2 separate regions of the Mus musculus genome follow, and region 2 is linked to region 1. The links are chromatin contacts, called in public HiChIP or PLAC-seq maps. All regions are on one chromosome and are shown on one strand. The core of a region is the stretch at or near the end of the contact, and the rest is flanking DNA. Distances in the headings are between cores, read along the strand shown.

Region 1 (6,417 bases), core at 2,433-4,932:
TTCTTCTTTCTCTTCTTCAGTTCAATAAGTCCAATTTGTACTGCCCATATGTGGTTTGGGGCCATCCACTGGAGCACGGGAAATTTACAAGTGACACCCTAAAAAGTGATTCTTCCTCCCTAGCAGCTATCAATCACCAATAGCTCCTTAGTAAGGGATGGATCAATGGAATGGCCTCCTCCATCTATGGTGGAATTTTGGTTTGATCTTGTATAACACAGCTGCTGTGAGTTCATGTGTGTAATAGCCATATCGTGTTCGCAAGGTAGCATTTCACAGTGCTTCTCTCCATCCTTTGGCTCTTAATTTTTTTCCCACATCCTCTTCCATGATGTTCTCTGAGCCCTATTGAGATATAGGGATGTGTTTGTGTGTGTCCTATTAGGACTTATCTCAACACTTTGATTAATGCATTGATTGTTGCCCACCGTTGAAAACACGTTTCCTTGACTCATGTTGGGAGCATTCAGGCCTCCTGGGTATAAACAAATATTTATAAGAAATTGACAACATGACCATAATTAATCAAAAATAGTAATTGCAGGCACTACCCAATGGCCTCCCCTTCTTTGGGCTCCTAACCAAGATTTACAGTACTAGGTATGAAATTCCTTTCTGTGAAGCAGATCCTCAATTCAAACTGAAAGTGGTTAATTACCACTATGACAGTCATGCCACTAGTGCAGGCAGTGGGTATGACCTGCCTGGCAGATCAGTAGTGTAGCATGCTGGTCCTGTGCTGGGTAAGACCACTGATAACCTTTCTCCCCTGGCAACCTGCACAGCATCTGCTGGCACTATGAGAGCTAGCTAGCAGGAAGGAAGTTTCCTGATTGGTTTGAGATTAATTACTCTTTGTCCTACAGCCAAAGGGTGTGACAGAGCCTTGCTAGGTCTTCTTTATATGTGTGCATGTAGGGCTGGTGAGATGGCTCAGCGAATAAAGACACTTGCCACCAAACCTGAGTTTGATCTCATGTTCTAACATGGTAGAAGGAAACAACCAACTCTTTCAAGTTGTTTTCTGACCTACACACCCAGGCCATAACATTTTTGTATGTACACATGTGTGTGAACACCCCCCTAATAAAATGTTAAAAAAAAAACCAGTGCCAACTAAGAGATGTTAATATGACTAATAAGATCACTTACCAGAAAAAAGAATGACAACTTCATATTTTGCTTATCTGAAAGTGCCATATGCTACCACACACTGGAAAAATTTTTTACTTATGTGACTAGAAAAAATATATATTACAAAGGAGATGATCCAAGCAGATCAAAGCATTAGGCTAAAATACGAGGTTATTGAATTAAAATTTAAGATGTAGTCATGACTCACAAATGGACATGGGAGAGAACCAACTGAATGAGTAAAAAGCAAACTGAAGATAGACTTCCTAGAACACTAAATCAAAAGATAAAGAAATGAATATGAAAGACTAGAACAAATGTGAACGACAGATATCAAACACATCCCACAAATTTCAGCTCCTAAAATTAATGTACAGAATTATGTGCAGCAAGAGCTTTTTGTAGAAAATGTATTCCATTCAAGAAAAATCTTAAGAGATATTTTATTTATATAAAAAATGAATGTGACTCTTTTACACACACACACACACACACACACACACACACACACACACACACACACACACACACAGAGTTAACCAAGGAACAGCATTGTGTCCAGCACAAACTGATAGACAGCAATGAAGTTCAAGAAATAACCAGAAATCAGTCTCCCAGTGCCCCCAGCCCTGTTGACTGGCTTCATACTTGGGCATGGAAATTTCCACAGGGAAAAAGTGTCTCCAGGTTCATGTTCTTCTGACTAACCAGCTCCAGAAGGGCAAAGAGCCTTTCTGTTTTACTTGCTTGTACCGTGCATTAATCTTCACTCATTGTTTCAGTTTCATTTTTGTTAGTCTTATAAGATATCCCGATAAAAGGCAGTGCAGGGAAGAAATGTTTTATTTAGCTCTAGGTTATGGCCCGCCATTGTGGGAAAGTAAGAGCAGTAGGAGTTTGCAGTAGTTTGGTCACATCACACACATAGTCAAGAACAGAGGAAAATGAAGGTATAACATGCTTGCTTCCTTGCTTGTGCTCCACTTGATTTCTCTATTATTATTATACTGTTCAGAATTTATTTTATGTATATGAGTACACTGTAGCTGTACAGATGGTTGTGAGCCTTCATGTGGTTGTTGGGAATTGAAATTTTAGGACCTCTGCTCACTCCTGTCAGCCCCGCTTGCTCAGTCCCTGCTCGCTTTGGCCCAAAGATTTATTTATTATTATAAATAAGTACACTGTTGTTGTCTTCAGACACACCAGAACAGGGCATCAGACCTCATCACAGGTGGTTGTGAGCCACCATGTGGCTGCTGGGATTTGAACTCAGGACCTCTGGAAGAGCAGTCAGTGCTCTTACCCACTGAGCCATCTCACTAGCCCTCAGGTGCAACTTTTAAATGGAAAAGATTTAAAAGGAGCATATAGAGTTTATTGGTGTGTATGCTTTACATATAAAGTATTAACTCCTATGTGGGGAGGGGAAGAAGCTCACATCAGATTTCTTCTCCACCTTTGAGCTGCACAATGAAGATATACAACCTAGAGGTCTACACAAGGGTAAATTGTCACTTATAATATACATACTTAGAAAATACAAGTTTCAGGACTGTCCTTGAGAAAACTTGGAACAAATTGTGCTCATGAACAATAAAGATAAGTCAGGTACAGACCATCACTAGGCCCCATGGCTTTCTCTCTGAAATATCTAAGTTGGCCTGCTTTCTGTATCACCCCTATTACTGCTCGCTTCCCCTCTGGGCTGGTTGGCTTTGTGCTTGGGTAGCAGATCACTACAGGGAAACAGTGTCTCTCCAGATTCATGCTCTCCCAGCTTCACCAGCTCCACAGGGTGAAAGGACCTTGCTGTTCTGCTCGATTGTATCATTGACCTTGGGTTCACCTTCAGTGACCTAGTCCAAGTCAATATCCTTTCATCCAAACATCATTACAGCCTGTTAACTTCCCTTTCTCTTCCTCTCTTAATTTTCTAGGTCATTCTTTGTGTTCTTATCTCCTGCTAAACCACATCACACCATTTCCTTGCTTAAAATAACTTTATGGTTTCTCCTAACATATAGAATACATTTGAGTTCCATGATGACAGCAAATTCAAGGTCATGGTATGTTGCATGTAGCTTTAGCTACAACACCTTAAGTCTGGATCAGCTGCGCTACCAGCCCCTGCCTAGAGGATATTGGATCCATGGATGAAAAACACAGACACATACGCCTGTTAATTTTAAAATGCCTTTGCTAAGTCAATGACTGAGCACTGCTAAACCTCTCCTGCCACCCCAGACATAATCAGATAGAGTGGCCACTGGCCATTCCAACAGAAAACTCACATGGCTGGATGGCTTTATCTCCTGCAGCTACTCCCCGCTTCTCCTCGACCCCCTCCCTGCATTCTCCCAAGCAACTCTTAGTGTCTCACCTCATCCTCGGTCATTGGTTGCTGGTGTCTTTATTGATGAATCAAGAAGAACTGGGGAACAGGATCTTAGCATCAGACCCAAGCCCTACAATGGTAACATGGCCTTCATGATCCTTATTGAGAGGCCCATTGGCTACCACACTATACAGCTGCAGGCAGAGGAGGACACCCAGAGGCCAGCCAGGTGCATAGCCTGCCCTCAGTGGTTGCCACTATAGTGTGCAAGTATGTGGTGGACAGATGGGTGAAAAAGAGAACTGAAACAGTTTGAACATTCTGAAGAGAGGTGGAACTGGAGACTCAAGTGTAGAGAGGAATAGCCCACTCTGAGTAGCTAGCCTTACCACCTGAGGTCATGGTAAAATCCCAGCTGATGCTGCCACTGAAGTCCATGTCTGGGTTTGTGGCCATGAAGCAACAGGGATCTGTGTTGATGTCTATGGTCCATATTACCACTAAAGACCATGAAGGTATCCCTGATCTGGGCTGCTACCTTTGACCACACTGATGTCCAAGGGCTGTGCAGTGCTGGTCCCACCCCTCCCTGACTTCAGTATTCTGGAAATCAGGCCCCACCTCTTACCAGCTGCTACACTTAGGAGAGCAGACCCTGCACCTTGTGCCCCTTGCTGGTTGCAGCATTGGGTGAGCTAGCTGGGGCAGTGCTGGAGAGCTCGCCCTGGTGACGCCGGTGCACTGATCAACTCAGCTGCCACCCAGGCCCAGATCCAGGGCTTTGAGTTGGCCCACCCAAACATCTACCCCATCTATGAATTGCTGGAGCACATGAAGGTGCCAGTCCTGCAGATCCGAAACTCCAGGATCTTCATGACACAGAGCAACAATAGGATATCCTCGAGGAGTCCCAGTGAGGTCCCAGTATTGATAGAGTAGCAGAAGCCAAAGATCCTGAACCAGACTGATGATTCAGTGCAATGAACTTTTGCAAGGAAAGACGTGTGGACAAAAGGGTACACTGTGGGGCACACTACATACTACAGCTTCCACCACAAGAGATTTTTTTTTATGCTTTGCTTTATTACATTTATTTTTAAAAAAATTCTTATGGGTAGATATGGAGAGACAGGGAGATGAGCGGGGTTGGGGTGCATGATGTGAAACTCAGAACTGTGGCTGTGCATGCTATCCTCACTGGACTCCGTTTGCTCCACTCTGGTGACACTGTCACTTACCAGTTCCTTCTGTTGGTGTGCCATGTCTTACTGTCATCATTACTATCCACGTCATTTCCTCCATCCTCTCTTTAATTCTCTCCTTTTGGCTGCTTCTCTCTCATGATGCTGGAGCTGACTCGTCCTTTCTCCTCCGGGGGTAACTGGTCCCATGTTCTAAAAAGAGGCTTTGTCTCTATTTTAGGGGCAACTTTACTTCAGGCTGCTTGCCACTATTTTTGACTTGCATACATACCTAGTATGTCTTCACCTGTGTTACATGAATGTGGAGATCAGGACGGAATTTGTTCTGGTCTTAGCGCTGTGTGTGGCACATAATGAAGCTCATAATTCACATAGCCACAAGGTGAAAGGTAAAAATTTTTTCTATTGAAGACATGAACTATAACCTTAAAAAGTAGAGCATAGTATGCACTCATTGATAAGTGGATATTAGCCCCAAAGCTCCAAATACCCAAGATACAATTCATAGACCACATGAAGCTGAAGGAAAAGGAAGACCAAAGTGTGGGTGCTTCAGTCCTTCTTAGAAAGGGAAACATATAGCTGTCTCTTGTGAGACTATGCCGCGGCCTAGCAAACACAGAAGTGGATGCTCACAGTTAGCTATTGGATGGATCACAGGGCCCCCAATGGAGGAGCTAGAGAAAGTACCCAAGATGCTAACGGGATCTGCAACCCTATAGGTGGAGCAACATTATGAACTAACCAGTACCCCGGAGCTCTTGACTCTAGCTGCATATGTATCAAAAGATGGCCTAGTCGGCCATCACTGGAAAGAGAGGCCCATTGGACTTGCAAACTTTATATGCCCCAGTACAGGGGAACGCCAGGGCCAAAAAGTGGGAGTGGGTGGGTAGGGAAGTGGGGGGGGGGTATGGGGGACTTTTGGGATAGCATTGGAAATTTAAATGAGGAAAATACCTAATAAAAATATTTTTAAAAAACCTGGAAAAAAAAAGAAAGGGGAACAAAATACGGGAGCAAATATGAAGACAAAGTGTAGAGCAGAGACTGAAGGAAAGGCCATCCAGAGACTGTCCCACCTGGGGATTCATCCCATATACAGTCACCAAACCCCAACACTATTGTAGATGCCAAGAAATGCTTGCTGAAAGGAACCTGATCTAGCTGTCTTCTGAGAGGCCCTGTCAGAGCCTTATAAATACAGAGGTAGATGCTCACAACCAACAATTGGACTGAGTGCAGGGTCCCCAATGGAGGAGGGACTGAAAGGACTGAAGGAGCTGAAGGGGTTTGCAACCCCACAGGAAGAACAACAATATCAACCAACCAGACCCCCCCAGAGCTCCCAGAGACTAAGCCACCAACCAAGGAGTACTCATGGTTCCAGCTGCATATGTAGCAGAGGATAGCCTTGTCAGGCATCAATGGGAGGAGAGGTCCTTGGTCCTATGAAGGTTTGATAGGGGATTCGAGGGCAGGAGGGACTGGGTGAGTAGGTGGAGGAACACCCACAAAGAAGCAGGGGGGATGACAAAGGGGGTTTCTGGGAAGTGGGGTGGAACTGGGGAAGGGGATAACATTTGAAATGTAAATAAATAACATATCCAATAAAAAAAGAAAAAAATAGAGCATAGGGAAAACTTGAAATCTCCCAATTAAATGAAAACAAAACAAAACAAAACAAAACAAAACAAACAAAACAAAACAACCACAACAGCACATTGCACTTCTGGATTCTGC
Region 2 (6,417 bases), core at 2,664-5,163, 170 kb before region 1:
ACACCCAAGTGAGGGATGTGTTGTCTCCAGAATCCAAATAGACCCACTAAACGTTGTGCTTCTTTCTTGGTTGTAGGAGGGGCCAGGTGCAATAACTTATCTTTCACCTTAGAAGGAATATCTCTGCATGCCCCACACCACTGGACTCCTAAGAATTTCACTGAGGTAGATGGTCCTTGAATTTTGGTTGGATTTATTTCCCATCCTCTGATACGCATATGTGTTACCAATGAGTCCAAAGTGGTTGCTACTTCCTGCTCATTTGGTCCAATCAGCATAATGTCATCAATATAGTGCACCAATGTGATATTTTGTGGAAGATCCAAACGATCAAGATCCCTTCTAACTAAATTATGACACAGGGCAGGAGAGTTAATATATCCTTGAGGCAAAACTGTGAAGGTATACTGTTGGCCTTGCCAACTGAAAGCAAATTGCTTCTGGTGGTCCTTATGGACAGGTACTGAGAAGAAGGCATTTGCCAGATCAATAGCCGCATACCAGGTGCCAGGAGATGTGTTAAAGGACCCAAGGAGCTAAAGGGGTCTGCAACCCTATACGTGGAACAACAATATGAACTAACCAGTACTCCCAAGAGCTCGTGTCTCTAGCTGCATATGTATCAGAAGATGGCCTAGGCGGCCATCATTGGAAAGAGAGGCCCATTGGTCTTACAAACTTTATATGCCTCAGTACAGGGGAACGCCAGGGCCAAGAAGTGGGAGTGGGTGGGTGGGTGGGGGGAAGGGTATGGGGGACTTTTGGGATAGCATTGGAAATGTAAATGAAGAAAATACCTAATTAAAAGAAAGAAAGAAAGAAAGAAAGAAAGAAAGAAAGGAAGAAGAGAAGAGAAGAGAAGAGAAGAGAAGAGAAGAGAAAAGAAAAGAAAAGAAAAGAAAAGAAAAGAAAAGAGCTAAGCACACTGTGGTACTGTATGTAGTAGACTGGACCCTTGAATGGAAAAAGTACTCACAACAAAACAAAACAACAACCAAACCAAGAAAGGCTTGTGTATGTTCCAGCATTGTCCCAGTTTAGGACAGGAAAATACTCCTTAGCTGTGGTAACTACGATGGGTCCCTGCAGAATGCTGGAAATCCTGGTGTGTACCCAACTGCACTCTCTCTTACAATCTTCTATAAATCTAAAGTTATCTCTAAAGTAAGCTTTAAACATTCAGCAGCAGCAAACATCTTATGCTTATAAGATTTGTAGCCTCTCCAGAGGTTTGTGCCAGCCACTAAGGGCCCACTATCTGCTCCAGAGAAACTATTTTTTCTTTCAGTTCTTGGTCTATGTGCTTTGGAAGTGGTCATTTTCCTCCCTTTTACCTCTTTTCACCACACACACACACACACACACACACATCCCACACAAAAGTCTGACACAGTACCTGTTCCCCACCAAGGCAATGGCACAGAGGTCGCCTTGCTGTACTTGAGGAAGACCAGTAGGGGGCACCACTACCCCTGGCAGCATCAAATCTGTTGCAAATAGAATTTAATGTCATTTTCATTTTTAACTTTATCATACATGTGTCAAAGAAACATGTATCAATTACATTATTCATGGTGAACATGGCAACTTGAGAATCAACCCTCCATTTCAGGTCTCACAAATGAGAGACCAAGTTCTACGTGCTAAAGTTCCTGAATGATTTAAAGTCCAGCACGGGGCAGATCACAAACTGAGAATCAGAGATGTCCAGGAAACTCAGAAACATTGGAAGAATAACACAAAGACATACACACCAGAAGTGGATACAGTTTTACATAAAAACACAAGAAATGAGTAGCCTTATAAGGTGGCAGATAATTACTGAAGAGATTTCAAGCAATAACTGGAATATAGAAAAGTTCTCTTACCTGCTCCCCCGACCAGTTTTTCCAATACCAGAGGCCATGTTATAAAAGTTGGTAGAATATCCGGATAGGCCCACAGTGTGTACACTGTACCAAGAGACCCAGGAAATACTTATTAACAAACACTCTCTGCTGGAGATCTAGAAATGCCAAGCACTGTGCTCACTTTAACTAGAATTCAGAAAGAAAAATAAAACATGTCGGGCAGTGGTGGGGCACACCTTTAATCCCAGCACTTGGGAGGCAGAGGCAGGCGGATTTCTCAGTTTGAGGCCAGCCTGGTCTACAGAGTGAGTTCCAGGACAGCCAAGACTACACAGAGAAACCCTGTCTTAAAAAAAGAGAGAGAGAGAGACTCTAACTAGGAAAACCCACTATGAAGCAGCTCAGGGGAAGTGTGTGACTGACACAGCTTAGTCCTGAGCGTACATTTTCTCCACTGTGTTAAGAAAAAGCCTTTTACAGATGGTTTACGCCATATTTTCTTTACATGCTCTAAAATTCCACCTTTGGCAACACTTCAGCACTCTTCCCAATACCCCCAGCTCCTTTCTCTCAGAACTTTGCACTGCCATTTTTCCATGTGTTTTGGGTTTTTTTTGGGGGGGGGGCCGGGGGTTTCGTTTGTTTCTTATCCCTCTTACGGTGAAAAGGTCAATTCTGGAAACACTAGGTCCCAGAAGATCCTTAGGAATAGTATTGGGAAATTCTGTGTTTATTTCATTTGAAAAGGTATGTTTATGGGGGAAAACAAAAACAAATATCACACCAAATCAACAGAGAATAACGTGTTTCACCAGGGCTGCAGTCTGGGCATTTCATCTGGTTACCATACCTGTTGGATACAAATTTTTCTCCAGTTCAAATAGGATGGGGTTACCACCACTCGTGTACACAGTCACCGAATCCCCTTTGTGAACATACAACTTCACAACATTTAGCTCTTCCTTTCCAGGTATCAATTCAGAGATCTGATCTGTTCCCAGGGCAGGGAAAGCAGCTGTCACATCGGCCCGGAGCTTTCTCCTGCAGAAAGCACACCAGCACGATGCACATTAATAAATACAGACATTCAGAATGACTATACAAATCATAAAGACTGAAGAAAGACTGCCTGGTTCGTGATGCCCCCTTCTCAGCTTTTCCAAATCCTATTATCTGTCTTATTCATTATTCTCAAGACCTCCTGGGCATATTATTCCATCGGAACACCTATTTTCACTAAGCAACCAAAGTTAGTCTTTAGAAAGTCATTGGAAACACAGATGACCTCACATGCTGTCCCCACTCCTGTCTTAGACTGGTTGGCAATCTGTCAACCTCTCATTAAAAGGCTACTATGGCACCAAGAATGATACCTAAAGAAAGCTGGCTCCAAAATCCCTGCGGAGCTATCCGTGTCTACGACACTGACTTAAAAAGGAGAGTTAACATCTCTCCTTACCACAGCTTTCTTAGGCTCTGCCACCTCAGGGCACGGACCTCTCCGACACCAGTCTCTCCGGCCAGGAATAATCGTTTAGGCGTTTCCCCCCCCCCCCCTATACTTTTAGTTTTGGTACACCATCTGAGTTCTCCCATGGACTCTAAACTCCATGGAGGACTTATATTCCCTCATTTTACATCTCCCACAAAACCTAGCTTGAGCCCAGTACACGCTAACTCAACTTTATTGTCCAAAAGACCAGCTGGAAGATAAAAAGAGACACCCCCACACCTTATCCTCAAAAATGTTTCTAACACCCCTGCTTGGCTCCCTGGGGTCTCTATGTGCAGCCCTACAAGTGTAGGAGCCTCGCTAGGCTAAGCAAAAGTATTCTCTCCCTCACCTGTCCGAGCCCTTGATGGCTGTGTTGGACTTGACCCGAAAGGCCTTAGCGAACATGTCTGCTGGAGTAGCTCAGGAAAGACAAGAAGAGCACAGACGCCAGGGGCGGTCAACAAAACGAAGGAGTGGCGGCTCCCGGACCCTCAACCCTGGAGGCAGCCATGCTGAGACTCGGCGCCAAAAAACAGCCTGCTAGGAACCCGGCCCTAGCCCTGATGCTGGCCCGGAACTGACGCAGCGCCAGGTGGGGAGGGGCGGGACAGACTCCGGAACTTCCGCTCCCGCTCTTCCACTTGGAACCGGGTGTACCTAGGAGCCTGCGGGTCTGTAGTTAGGGACGCCAGTTGTGCAAACAACGTCTTAGTTCTATTCTTTCTGCTCCATCCGCTTTAGATACGGCGTTGAGAAGAAACTGCCTGATTGCAGTCTATTCGACATGCGTCAAGTCCACAAAATGAACTGAGTTCATATTTTATTTTTTGAATTCATATATTATTAAACTTGCAGGTTTCATTGAATGCTGGTTCGCCCTCTTTTTAAAAATGCTTTTAAATGCTTAAAGGCTTTTATTTATCCATATCTTTATATGGTATTACAAACTAAAGGCTTCAGCTAGGATTTTTTTTTTTTTCCTCCTTGACGTTTAATTTGCACGCTGTAATAATAGCAGCAACAAGGAATACACTCCACCCTGGATTCGGTTTTGCCCAGGCTACTAGTAACAAAGTTCAATAACAAAGATGGGGCTTCCCTCAGAGAAACAACTGTGTACTCTACGGACAAGGATTTAAACTTAGGTTTAAATTAAACTTAAACCTAGGTTGCTTATGTTCTATTAAACTAGCGTTTGCATATCAGCTCTTCGGAGCAGAGTGCCCTTTCACTAACCGTAACCATTATCATAGTCGTCGTCATCATCATCATCATCCTAGTTGCTAAACTAATTTCACATTGATTGTCCAAAGTGCCTGGCAATCTCTACCTGTCATATACTAGGGCCTAGTTGCTAGCCTCAACTTCTACACCTCTGAGCCTCCAGACTTTTATTAGAAGCACCTCACCCCAAACCAAAGGCAGAGGAGCCTAGAGGAAAGCATTACCTGCAGACTCCTGTTCCTTGGACTGCTATGAAGTCACATTTAGGATATGTACCACCGAGTGTTTGTGGTCTGGAGAACTGAAGAAAATTTTAGGGGAATACTAGACATTTCAAACTGGGGAAACTATTGTAGATCCGAAGATGTCGATTGCCTTCCTAGAAATTAATGGCCAATAAGTAGGAGCCAAGATTCAGAGACATAGGCACTGCCACACCCAGTCTCTCCTAATCAAGAGCATAAATCCATACATGCTGGTTAGTTCTTTTGTGGAATTGACAAAAGCTAGAGTCATCTGAGGAGTGGGAGCCTCAGTGGAGACAATGCCTCCGTGGGAGACTGAGCTGTAGGCAAGTCTGTAGGGCATTTTGACTAAGGATTGGTGTAGAAAGGTCTAGCCCATTGTGGGTGGTGCCATCCCTGGGCAGGTGGTCCTAAGTTGTGTTAGAAAGCCAGCTGATCAAGCCAGTATGCAGCAGTTCCCCTATGGTTTCTGCTGCATTTCCTACCCTAACCTCCCTCAGTGTTGGACCTCTTACTGGAATGTATAAGCCAAATAAGCCCTTACCTCCTGGCTTAGGGTTTCTATTCCTGCACAAAAAGCATGACCAAGAAGCAAGTTGGGGAGGAAAGGGTTTATTCATCTTATACTTCCACATTGCTGTTTATCATCAAAGGAAGTCAGGACTGGAAGTCAAGCAGGTCAGGAAGCAGGAAATGACACAGAAGCCATGGAGGGATGTTACTGGCTTGCTTCCCCTGGCTTGCTCAGCAGACTCTCTTATAGAACCCAAGACTACCAGCCCAGGGATGGCACCACCCACAAGTGGCCCTCCCACCTTGATCACTCATTGAGAAAATAACTTATAGCTGGATCTCATGGAGGCATTTCCTCAAGGGAGGCTCCTTTCTCTGTGATAACTACAGCTGTGTCAAGTTGACACAAAACTAGCCAGTACACCTCCCCAAAGGTGATTTTAGTCAGTGTTTTATTGCAGGAACACAAAGTAACTAATTCATCCCACATTTTCTGCCTGCATCATGAGTTGCCTTCTGCCTATGAGGACTCTCATGCTGGAGAGCTGGCTGAAAACAAGCCAGCAACCAGCATCCCTTAACAACTCCAGTGTTCCTCAAAGGGTTCTCAGATTATCATCTCCTCTTGGCCAAAATTTCAGAATTGCAGAGCAAGGTGAAGGAAAACTCTGTGTGTGTGTGTGTGTGGTGTGTGTGTGTATGTGTGTGTGTGTGTGTGTGTGTGTGGTGTGTGTGTGTGTGTGTGTGTTATCTAGAGCCTTTCATATGGTAGGTGAGTACTTTACCATTGAGCTATATCCAGCTGTTTATTGTATGTATGTATGTTGTAGTGGCTATTTCTGGTTGTCAACTTGACTATATTGGAATGAATTACAATCCAGAATTGGAAGGCTCACCAGTGACCCTTATCTGGAGGCTTGGAGATCCTTATGTGGATCTTGGTATGGAGATCTTGAGCCATAGTGGCTATGGATTCCAGAAGATTGAATCTCGGAGTTTAAGGAACACACCTTTAATCTGGGCTACACCTTTCATCTGGAATTAAAGGTGTGGTGGAACACACCTTTAATCTGGGCTACACCTTCTGCTG

What was found. HiChIP or PLAC-seq counts read pairs in DNA pulled down with a chosen protein or histone mark.
Region 2: a CTCF HiChIP or PLAC-seq map of CD8 T cells shows a contact between it and region 1, with 6 read pairs. The contact joins the promoter of Eif2d here to the enhancer-like site in region 1. A contact is called at or near these places in 1 of 39 promoter capture datasets (hippocampal neurons), 1 of 15 datasets of contacts at CTCF or cohesin (CD8 T cells), 4 of 484 Hi-C or Micro-C datasets (B cells, the Ba/F3 cell line, Th1 cells and 1 more) and 2 of 115 datasets of contacts at active chromatin or transcription factors (CD8 T cells and bone marrow-derived dendritic cells).

Annotation. Positions count from the first base shown.
Region 1 is chr1:130,984,991-130,991,407 of GRCm38.p6, reverse strand. No RefSeq gene overlaps it. Among named protein-coding and RNA genes, the nearest start is that of Gm41952, 25 kb to the right of the region's middle. Within about 2 kb of position 3,682, at least 35 of the 459 cell types and tissues checked have an H3K27ac peak or open chromatin away from gene starts, as enhancers often do. A contact at or near this core is called in CD8 T cells and Th1 cells, where this site is marked.
Region 2 is chr1:131,150,703-131,157,119 of GRCm38.p6, reverse strand. Eif2d (eukaryotic translation initiation factor 2D) reads right to left here and starts at 3,913. Exons shown (of 15, transcript NM_001136070.1): 1 at 3,695-3,913; 2 at 2,701-2,891; 3 at 1,869-1,952; 4 at 1,397-1,487. The coding sequence starts at 3,750.